Linked DNA regions of Anas platyrhynchos: all the other regions are linked to region 2. Evidence: chromatin contacts called from public Hi-C data. All regions are on one chromosome and are shown on one strand. The core of a region is the stretch at or near the end of the contact, and the rest is flanking DNA. Distances in the headings are between cores, read along the strand shown. Region 1 holds the start of ELP3 (elongator acetyltransferase complex subunit 3). Region 2 overlaps INTS9 (integrator complex subunit 9). Region 3 holds the start of EXTL3 (exostosin like glycosyltransferase 3).

Evidence for each region. A called contact is a pair of places that touch in the nucleus more often than the background predicts.
Region 1: a Hi-C map of subcutaneous adipose tissue shows a contact between it and region 2, with 3 times the contacts expected there. The contact joins the promoter of ELP3 here to the enhancer-like site in region 2. A contact is called at or near these places in 2 of 8 Hi-C or Micro-C datasets (liver and subcutaneous adipose tissue).
Region 3: a Hi-C map of skeletal muscle shows a contact between it and region 2, with 5 times the contacts expected there. The contact joins the promoter of EXTL3 here to the enhancer-like site in region 2. A contact is called at or near these places in 4 of 8 Hi-C or Micro-C datasets (liver, skeletal muscle and subcutaneous adipose tissue).

The regions. Positions count from the first base shown.
Region 1 is chr3:118,987,614-118,991,270 of IASCAAS_PekinDuck_T2T, forward strand. It overlaps ELP3 (elongator acetyltransferase complex subunit 3), which reads left to right and starts at 2,021. Exons shown (of 15, transcript XM_072036589.1): 1 at 2,021-2,175; 2 at 3,131-3,230. The coding sequence starts at 2,157.
Region 2 is chr3:118,755,564-118,759,068 of IASCAAS_PekinDuck_T2T, forward strand. INTS9 (integrator complex subunit 9) reads left to right here. Exons shown (of 17, transcript XM_027455431.3): 11 at 1,440-1,500. Among named protein-coding and RNA genes, the nearest start is that of INTS9, 36 kb to the left of the region's middle. Within about 2 kb of position 1,743, at least 2 of the 8 cell types and tissues checked have an H3K27ac peak or open chromatin away from gene starts, as enhancers often do.
Region 3 is chr3:118,889,701-118,893,194 of IASCAAS_PekinDuck_T2T, forward strand. EXTL3 (exostosin like glycosyltransferase 3) reads right to left here and starts at 1,496. Exons shown (of 9, transcript XM_038177715.2): 1 at 1,268-1,496. LOC140002274 (a long non-coding RNA gene) reads left to right here. Exons shown (of 8, transcript XR_011808622.1): 4 at 3,219-3,315.

The DNA of each region.
Region 1 (3,657 bases), core at 771-3,270, 230 kb after region 2:
GGTTTTTAAGGTTCCTGCCAACCCAAACCATTCTTGTCACCACCAAACCCTGTCCCCAAGCACCACGTCCAACCTCTCCTCGAACACCCCCAGGGACGGGGACTCCACCACCTCCCTGGGCAACCCGTCCCAAGGCCTGACTGCTCTTTCTGAGCAGAAATGTCTCCTCATTTCCAACCTGAACCTCCCCTGGCACAACCTGAGGCCATTCCCTCTGTTATTTGTGATTTGTTATTTGTGATCAGAGCAATATTATTCGCCCATCTACAAGAAGGGCCGGAGGGCTGACCCGGGGAACTACAGGCCGGTCAGTTTGACCTCAGTACCAGGGAAGCTCATGGAGCAGATCCTCTTGGGAGTCATCATGCGGCACTTGAAGGGCAAGCAGGCGATCAGGCCCAGTCAGCATGGGTTTATGGAAGGCAGATCCTGCTTGACGAACCTGATCTCCTTCTACGACAAAGTGACGCGCTGGGTGGACGAGGGAAAGGCTGTGGATGTGGTCTACCTTGACTTCAGCAAGGCTTTTGACACCGTCTCCCACAGCATTCTCCTCAAGAAACTGGCTGCTCATGGCTTGGACTGGCGTATGCTTTGTTGGGTTAGAAACTGGCTGGATAGCCGGGCCCAAAGAGTTGTGGTAAATGGAGTCAAGTCCAGTTGGAGGCCAGTCTCTAGTGGCGTCCCCCAGGGCTCAGTGCTGGGGCCGGTCCTCTTTAACATCTTCATCAATGATCTGGACAACGGCATTGAGTGCACCCTCAGTAAGTTCGCAGATGACACCAAGCTAGGTGCGTGTGTCGATCTGCTCGAGGGTAGGAAGGCTCTGCAGGAGGATCTGGATAGGCTGCACCGATGGGCTGAGGTCAACTGCATGAAGTTCAACAAGGCCAAGTGCCGGGTCCTGCACCTGGGGCGCAATAACCCCAAGCAGAGCTACAGGCTGGGAGACGAGTGGTTGGAGAGCTGCCAGGCAGAGAAGGACCTGGGAGTGATGGTGGACAGTCGGCTGAATATGAGCCAGCAGTGTGCTCAGGTGGCCAAGAAGGCCAACGGCATCCTGGCTTGTATCAGAAACACTGTGACCAGCAGGGCTAGGGAGGTGATCGTCCCCCTGTACTCGGCTGTGGTGAGGCCGCACCTCGAGTACTGTGTTCAGTTTTGGGCCCCTCGCTACAAGAAGGACATCGAGGTGCTTGAGCGGGTCCAAAGAAGGGCGACGAAGCTGGTGAGGGGCCTGGAGAACAAGTCCTATGAGGAGCGGCTGAAGGAGCTGGGCTTGTTCAGCCTGCAGAAGAGGAGGCTCAGGGGCGACCTTATCGCTCTCTACAGATACCTTAAAGGAGGCTGTAGAGAGGTGGGGGTTGGCCTGTTCTCCCATGTGCCTGGTGACAGGATGAGGGGGAATGGGCTAAAGTTGTGCCAGGGGAGTTTTAGGTTAGATGTTAGGAAGAGCTTCTTTACTGAAAGGGTTGTGAGGCACTGGAACGGGCTGCCCAGGGAGGTGGTGGAGTCACCATCCCTGGAAGTCTTCAAAAGACGTTTAGATGTAGAGCTTAGGGATATGGTTTAGTGGGGACTGTTAGTGTTAGGTTAGAGGTTGGACTCGATGATCTTGAGGTTTCTTCCAACCTAGAAATTCTGTGATTCTGTGATTCTGTGATCTCCGATGTCTTTCCCAACCCTAAAAACTCCCCAATTCTCTGATAAACTCCTCCCCTGGTGCCCCACAGGCCTCCTGCCTCCCCCCTGCCCGACCCGCGCCGCTCCTCCTGCTCACAGAGAGACTTGGGGCTTTTGGTCAGATTTGAACATTTTCTTTATTATCGGGATTTGGCGTTTAAATGCTTTGCTACCACCTAGCGCCGGAGGGGAGAAGGGGCCGGGGGGGAGCCAGGGCCTGGCGGCTCTGGGGGCAAGCGGCTGTGGTGCGGCTTGTGGGGGGGGGGCATTCGGGCACCTGAAATTTCACCCAAAACCACAAAAATATCAACAAAACTGAGTGAAATGTGACGAAAACAAAACGAAATGTGAATAAAAGGGAGGAAAATTTCCTTCGAAAATCAAAACGCTTTACGGCAGCGCTGCCGGCCGGGCGACGCTTTCGCGACCGGGCGGCCTCGCTTGGTGGCAGCGGCTGGGGCCGTGAGGGAGCCATGGGGCGGCGGCGGGCAGGTACCGGGGGTGTCCTTATCGGTGTCGTTATCGGTTTTGGTATCGTTATCGGGATCGGGATCGGTCAGATCGGGCCGCCCGGGGAGCTGCGGGTCCCCCCCTGGCAGCGCCCAAGGCCGGGCTGGATGGGGCTGGGGGCAGCCGGGGCTGGGGGCTGGGGTTGTGCCTATGGGAAGGGGCTGGGATTTGATGAAATTTTAAGGCCCTTTCTGACCCAAAATCACTCCACAGTTTTGTGAACGCCTCCCCGGTGCTGTGCTTGGGTTGGGTCAGCTCTGCCCAGTTTGGTGCCTGGTTAAAACACCAGGCACCGACACTTTCTGGTGTAAAGTGAACTTCACAACCTAAAATAAGCACCTTTGGGGTCAGATCGCGTAATAGCAATGTTTCTCTTCTCCTAAAGCTGGTATGGAATAAATATAAACAAAAAATCCAGTGTGCACAACGCAGACCCTCAGTGAGGCCCTCAGGGGGGAAGCTCCAATGTTATTTGCATTGAACCCCCTGCGTGTGTCTGAGGAGCAGAGGTTATGGGGTTATCTCCTCAAAAAGTTATCTTATGTCAAAGATTATTATCTTATTAAGGGTTATTATCCTTTGGGGTTATGCCTGGCTGCTTCGCTGTCCCCCAGAGGATGTGTTTTGGTCCTTGCCACGTGTGCTGGCAGCATCAGATTAACCTGCTGATGGCGTTGAGCTTCCACTGACTGTTTGTGGCTGTTGTGCGCATCACTTTGATGGAAGACCATAGAGATTGTCCTAAAAGCCAAAAAAAATGATGATAGGAGGCAATGAGTGTCACTTGCTGCCAGTCAGGAGTGATGCGCAGTGGCAAAATGTCCTTTGGAGGGAACAGTGCCCTGAAATGGTGGGGAATATGAAAAATGAGGCACCCGGATTGTCACAGGTGACAAAGCAGTGGGTATACACGGGGTTTGTTTTGTTCCTGTTTCAGGAGATCTCAGCCATGCGGAACTGATGATGATGACAATAGCTGACATCATAAAACAACTAATTGAAGCTCACGAGCAGGGAAAAGACGTGAATCTGAACAAGTAAGTCACTGTGGGATGACACTGAGGAACTGGTCCACCAGTGTTGATCATGACCTGTACAGTCGTTTGTGTTTGGCCTTTAGTTTACAAAGTTTTATTTTCACAGCCTACTGTCATTTCTCTTGCCATAACCATCATAGAATCATCACAGAATGGCTCGGGTTGGAAGGGACCTCAGAGACCACCCAGTTCCAGCCCCCCTGCCATGGGCAGGGCCACCTCCCTCTAGATCAGGTTGCTCAAAGCCACATCCAACCTGACCTTGAACACCTCCTGTGAGAAATATCTTTGGTTCTCACAATGGGGCATCCCCAACCTCTCTGGGCAACCCGTGCCAGTGCCTCACTGCCCTCTGAGTGAAGAATTTCCTCCTAACCTCTAATCTATATTTCCCCTCTTTTCGTTTAAAACTATTCTCCCTTGTTCT
Region 2 (3,505 bases), core at 493-2,992:
TTTAGTCTGGAGTTCAGGAAAGAAAAGAGAGGTCCTGGATATCTGAGGTGAATTGATCCCTCAGGAGAATCATAAAGAAGCTTGAAATATGGTGAATTTTAACACATTACTTTTAGCAAAAGCAGGAAAATCAAGTGTTGGTGTTCTGGCCAAATTCCAGTGTACTCACTGGTGTGTGTTGACTCATAAAGTTTATATTTAAGCTGTTAGGGTTTTTTGTACGTACATGGCGATTTCATTTCAGTAGTGGCTGAAGTGGTAGCTGCATAGTTTTTGCTATAATAATTCTTTTCAGCTCGATATTGCTGGTCAGGGTAGCAGGAACGTTATGTGTGCTGGTTGGGTTGTAAGGCAGCTCTGAGTGCAGTGTGCAGGTGAAGCTTCTGTTTTGTCTGCTGTGTCTAATTGGCACAATTCAGCCACCCAAGTGTTCAGACACCATTTTCTGCTTGGCTCTAGAGGTTTGTTTTCAAAAGCCAGTACCAACGTTAGCTAATCTCCAAATAATTGTATAGAGGGTAAATGTTTTACTTAGCTAGAAGTGGAGGCAGAGATTGTAACACATGTAACATAGACATTTGGGATCAGAACTGGTGCTGAAATTAAGGGATTCCAGCCTTCCAATTCCAGCATTTAGTCATCTAAAAGAAATTTCCTGTTCTTTGTATCTCTTAGACTTTATCAAATTTAGTTTGACCAAGGCTCGTTGTTTTATAATAAAGCGAAGAATATATGAGAAGGGCAATGTTTCCCAGAAAAAGCCACCAGGACAATGTCACTACAGATAATTGTAACATCACACAGACCTCATACAAAAATCTTCTTTTGTCTTCTGTAATAGGATGAATCAGGACTCTGGCTAGAGCTAATCAACAACTTTCAATATTTCAGTTTTAAAAATAAGTGATTGATGCAAAATAGCAGGGAACGGTAAGCATTATGCCGTGGTCAGAGGCAGTTTGCCAATTTTATAGCTGCAATAATGAAATGCATAGGAGAATTAGATTATAATGAACTAAAGGACTAAGTCATTGCTGAGAATTGGGATGAGGCAAGTGGAATTTTTCTGTTCAAGGGTGATTTGGCTTTGGAGAAATTGCTAAAGTCTTGCCTGTGAAATTACATGGATGCTGAGTTACAAATCTGTTTACCACAGCAATGGGCTCTGTTACGTGCTGTGTACAAAATTACTTGCAGCTGCCTTGCACCTTCTCTAAGTGATCTTGCTAGGACCAAGTCATCATGTCCAGTAGGTGTTGGTCTTCTAAATAGAAAGACTGGAAGCAAAAAAAAACAAAACACAAATTAGTGACTTTGCACCTGATACCACAGACGTGAAATGGCTTTCTCCAGGAAAAGTTTTAACAGTAGATGGCAGCAGATACTGCAGGATGTTCTGCAGCTCTCTAACCCGGCTTATTTTTCCTTTTCTTGTAAAGGTTGTGTCATAACAAACAAACAAAGGTATATCTTCCAGAACCTCCTTTTCCCCACGCTGAGGTAAGTAAACCACAGTCTTGCTGTTTGCTGAGATCTCAGAGCGAGTGGGTTTCTGGAACACAGCCCTGTGTGGCTGTTGTTTTTCTAGTGATATGCCTATTCCATAGCTTTGTGGCATTATTCATGCAAGATTTTTTTTCTCTTCTTTCCATTGATTAATTTAGGAACATGGGGGAGGAATGAATGATGGTGTTCCCTCAACACAAAAATTATCACCGTGTTTATTTCAGCGTATATCTTACATACGCTTGCCTGTTTTACTGCCTCCCCCGCAGAAGGCTATCTGGCGTACACATGGACGAATGTTTGCTCTTATCAGGCTGCAACCACAAATATTCCCTTTGTCCAAGCAGTTTATTTCAAAGTCTGTAAAACTAAGAGCTGGTTATCAGAGTCAGCTTAGTCATCCCAGCTCCTGCCTCCTTAGCTGAAGCAGGCACCATGTTGTCTGCTGGTATCTTGAAATAGGGAGGTGATATAAGAAAGTTAAAGCTTGTGGTACTCAGTGGTGTCACTGGCAATTTTACATGAAATGATCTGAGCTAGCATCTTTGTGAAGCAAAGAGGAGTAAGGTGGGGGGATGTACCCTGCATCAAAATGCATAGTTTGAGGGGAAGTTCTAGCCATCCAGTCAATAAATAAACATTTATGCCTTCAGAGTTATCTCTCTCATCAAGAAAAGAAATCTGGTATTTCCTCTACTGGGAACAGGTAGATTTCTGACTGAAGTAAGTGGGAGGTAGGCTGGGAATGGAAGAGATGGGACTGAGAAATAATTTTGGCTAAATCCTACTCCTGCGAGACAGCCAACCACTTGGGGCATGCAGTCTCAGAAAACTGGCTCTCTTAGTTCCTCAGATCAAAACTGTTAGATAGGATGTGGAGTAGCCATTGCAGGTTTAAAAGATGCTCTTTCAGGCATTGTTTTGTTTTCCTCTGGGGCAACTTGTCCAGGGATTTGTTCTGGTAATTGCCATTGCCCATCATAGATATCATCTGTAGGTGATTCAAGGGCATTATTAGAAGTAGGATCTGACCAGAAACCCTCGCTCTTTCCACAAGCTTGAATGCATTTCAAGGAGGATATGCAATGAATTATGAATAATCTGTTTCCAAGAATAATGCAGGCTGGAGGGCACACCTTTCTTGTAACCAAAAATCTCGTTCACACCAATAAATCAGCCCCAAATCCTGATCTCTGCATAGGAGACTCTGTAGCCATGTTGTTGTCTATGCTTTATAATTTCCCCTGCATTTCTGCTTTCCATGCTTTTCTTGTTGATCCACAGTATCTTTGGTTTCACTGACTCCTATGTTTTACCAAAAGCATTGTTTCAAAATTGTACTTCACAATATGCACTGGAACTGGCAGGTTTAAGTGAAAACCCTTCCAAAAATGAGAAGCCAAACATGCGCTGTCAAAGGGTGGATTAATTAAGCCATTGTACATGACGGGTCTTTATGTTTGTAGAGTGATAACTGTGTCCTCTAATTTTTAGGACATTTTATGTTCTCCAGAGGCCTGTTGATAATGAGATTTTGCCAAATTATTGTTTATCTGTTGAGGCATTGCTCAGTGCTCCATGTGTAGATCAAGGTAATTATCTAGGAAAAGACTCCGAGCGGTGGATAACAGATTGGCTTCCTCGTGACAAAATGAAGAGCACAGAGGGAATAACGTGACTGCTACAGGTACAGGCTTTGCTTGACAAGGCCAAATCATACATGTTATAGCCCACAAAGCTAGGGACATTTTATCCTGAGATGCACAAACAGCTTTCTCTAGACCCATGAATGTCATTTCTAGGGAGCCATCCCTAAGCTTCCTACATTTTTGCCTAAGGGTTCCCTTAAATGTGCTAAATGACACCAGGCGGTGTGCATCCACATCCCTGTGGCTCCCAAACTATTAAGTGACTATTAAATGCTGTTAAATTATTAAACTATTAAATACCCTGAGGCATTCCAGCGCTGAATTGCTGTCTGAAGTAAGTACTGCACGTT
Region 3 (3,494 bases), core at 246-2,745, 130 kb after region 2:
CCGCCTCCCCCCACGGACAGCATCCTCCAGCCCCCAGCACAGAAATGTTTCCTTAGCAGGGGGGTTTAGCCAAATCTCTGGTTTTTAGACCAGAAACCAGGTCAGAGCCTCCCCCTCTTCTCCAAATCCTCCTGGATCCCCAAAATCTCCCCAGGGGAAGGGAGAAACCCACAGAGGCCGAGCCTCCGCTCCGGGGGATGCTCACAGGGGGCTCCGAGGCCCTTTGAAAGCAGCCAATTTTCCCCCAAATCCCCAAATTCACAGCAACATTCACCTCAATGTGTGCAGCCGCCTGCACGCAGCGGGACCGCCAGGCACGAGTTAACCCCAACTTCGCTTGTTTTTGACCCAAAATCCCCCCCAAGGAGCAGCAGCCCCCAGCCCTCGCCCCGAGCACCCAAATCGATGGGGAGGGGATGGGGGGGGAAATGTCCAAGGGATGGGTGGGGGGAGGCTGAAAAAGTGAGAAAATGGGGTGAAAGAAAGCAAAAGAAAGGGGTGAAATAGAAAAAGGATGAAAAAAGGGTGAAATAAGGTAAGAGAAAAGGGGTGAAATAGATGAAATAAGAGAAAAGGGGTGAAATAAGTAAGCAAAGTAAAAGAAAGGGGGTGAAATAGATGAAGTAAGAAAAATGGGGTGAAATAAATAAATAAGGTAAGGGAAAGGGGGTGAAATAGATGAAAGAAAAGGAAAATCGGTGAAATAAGGTAAGAGAAATGGGGTGAAATAATTAAAGGAAGAGAAACGGGGTGAAAAAGTACTAGAAAATGGGTGAAATGGATGAAGTAAGAGAAAGGGGGTGAAATAAATAAGAAAAAGGGGTGAAATAGATAAAGTAGGAGAAAATGGGTGAAATAAAGTAAGAAAAAGGGGGTGAAAAATGTAACAGAAAGAGGGTGAAATAGGTAAAATAAAAGAAAAGGGGTGAAATAAAGAGGAATTGGGTGGAATAAAGTAAGAGAAAGGGGGGTGAAATGGATAAAGTAGGAGGAATCGGGTGAAATAAGGTAAGAGAAGCGGGGTGAAACAACCGCAGCACCCCAAGGAAGGCGAACCGACAAAAATGCGGTGAAATCCATAAAATCGGGCAAATCAGGCGAGGCGGGGAAAGTACCGTGAACGCGTAAATAACACGCGAGAAGCGGAAAAAAGAATTGAAGTAAAAGGTCAAATTCAAACCTAACCCGGTAAATAAACAAACGGACGCGACGAGAGTGGGAAAAAAATAATAAAAAGGGAAAAAATCAAAGCCGGGGCCGCGCTTACCTGGGGCGGGCGGGGGCTGCGCGGGGCTCCGCGCTCACCCCGCGGCCGCGGCCCGCCGAGCGGAGCCGAACCCAGCCGAGCGGTTCCGAGCGGTTCCGAAGGGTTCCGAACCCGGCCGAGCGGTTCCGAGCCCGGCCGAGCGGAGCCGAAGCGGTTCCGAGCGGAGCCGAACGGAGCCCGAAGGCAGGAGGCGCGCGGAGCCCGCGGCCGTCCCGCTGCATTGTGGGAGGAGGCGGCGAGGCCGCGCCGCCAGCGCCCTCTGGTGGCCGAGCCGCAAAATGGCGGCCGGGGGGGATTAGTGATTAAAGGGGGTAATTAGCGAGGCTGGGAGGGGTAATTAGTGAAACCGGGGGGCATTGGGGCAGCTGGGAGGGGTAATTAGTAAGGCTGGGGGGTAATTAGTGGAGTTGGGGGGGTATTTGGTGCAGCTGGAGGGTAATTAGTGCAAATGGGGGGGGGAAATATTGAAGTTGGGGGGTAATTAATGAGGCTGGGGGTAATTAATGCAGATGGGAGGGGTAATTAGTGAAGCTGGGGGTAATTGGTGCAGCTAGGAGGGGTGATGAGTGAAGTTGGGGGTAATTGGTGGAGCCGGGAGGGGTAATTAGTGAAGTAGTGGGTAATTGGTGCAGCTAGGAGGGGTAATTAGTGAAGCTGGGGGGTAATTAGTGCAACCGGGGGGCAGTTAATGCAGCTGAGAGGGGTAATTAATGAAGCTAGGGGGTAATTAGTGCAGCCAGGGGGCAATTAATGCAGCTGAGAGGGGTAATTAGTGAAGCTGGAGGTAATTAATGCAGCTGTTAGGGGGTAATTAGTGCAGCCCGGGGGCACTTAATGCAGCTGGGAGGGGCAATTAGTGAAGTTTAGGGCAATTAATGCAGCTGGGGGTAATTAATGCAGCTGAGAGGGGGTAATCAGTGCAGCGGGGGGGTAATTAGTGCAGCTGAGAGGGGTAATTAGTAAAACTGGATGCAATTTATGCATCTGGGAGGGTTAATTAGTGAAGCTGGGGGTAATTAGTGGGGGTAACTAGTGCAGCTAAGGGTAATTAGCGTGGCTCTGGGGTAACTAAGGCACCTGGGGGTAATTAATTAATGCAACTGGGGTAATCAATGCAGCTGGGGTACCTAATACAGCTGGAGTAATTAATACAGCTCTAGGTACTCTAATTAGTGCAGCTGGGGGCAATTAATACAACTGGGGTAATTAGTGCAGCTGGGGGTAATTAATTCAACTGGGGTAAGTAGTGTAGCTGGGTAATTAATGCAGCTGGGGCAATTAATGCAGTTGGGGTGGGCAATTAAAACATCTGGGGAAGTGATGTAGCTGGGGGTAATTAATGCAGCTGGGGTGGGTAATTAATGCAGCTGGGGTAAGTAATTAATGCAGCTGGGGGATAATTAGAGCAGCTAGAGGTAAAAATGCAGCTGGGGGCAATAAATACAGCTGGGGTGGGCAATTAATGCAAGTGGGGGTAATTAGAGCCGCTGGGGTGGCTAATTAATGCGGCTGTGGGGCAAATAATGCAGCTGGAGGGGTGATTAATGAGACTGGGGGCAATTAATGCATCTGGAGGCTAATTAATGCAGCTGGAGGGCAATTAATGCAGCTGGGGAGGGGAATTGGTGCAGCTGGGGGGCGATGAATGCAGCGGGGTGAGTTCGTGCGGCTGAGGGCAATTAGTACAGCTGGGGGGTAATTAACATGATGGGGGTAATTAGAGCAGCTGGGGGGGCAATTAGTGCAGCTGGGGGCAATTAATGCAGCTGGGGAGAAATAATCGAGGAGAAAGGGGGTGAAAAAGGTGAAGCTGAGCCCCACGAGGAGCCTCTGGGGCAGCTCCTGGGGACCTGGTGGGGAGTTTAATGTTTTTCCTTTAATTTTAACCTTTTCCCTTCAATTTTAACCGTTTTTATTTAATTTTAACTTTTTTCCCTTTGATTCCCATCAGCTCGTCGGTGCTGGCAGCGCCGGATCCCGCGGGCTCAGCCTTTTTTGCTCCGAGTGGATGAAATTCGGACCCTGTCCCCGGCCTGGTGATGCGCCTGGTACCCAAACCTCCCCCCATTATTCGGGAAACTTTTGGGGTTTTTGGGGTTTTGGGGATGGAGTTTGGTTTTATTGACACGTTAAATACTTCCCATAGCGCCGATTTATTGGGAATTTCTTAAATTTGTTAAACGGGGCCGTTTTGTTGAAAGTTCCTTGTCCGTTCCTCCTCGTATTT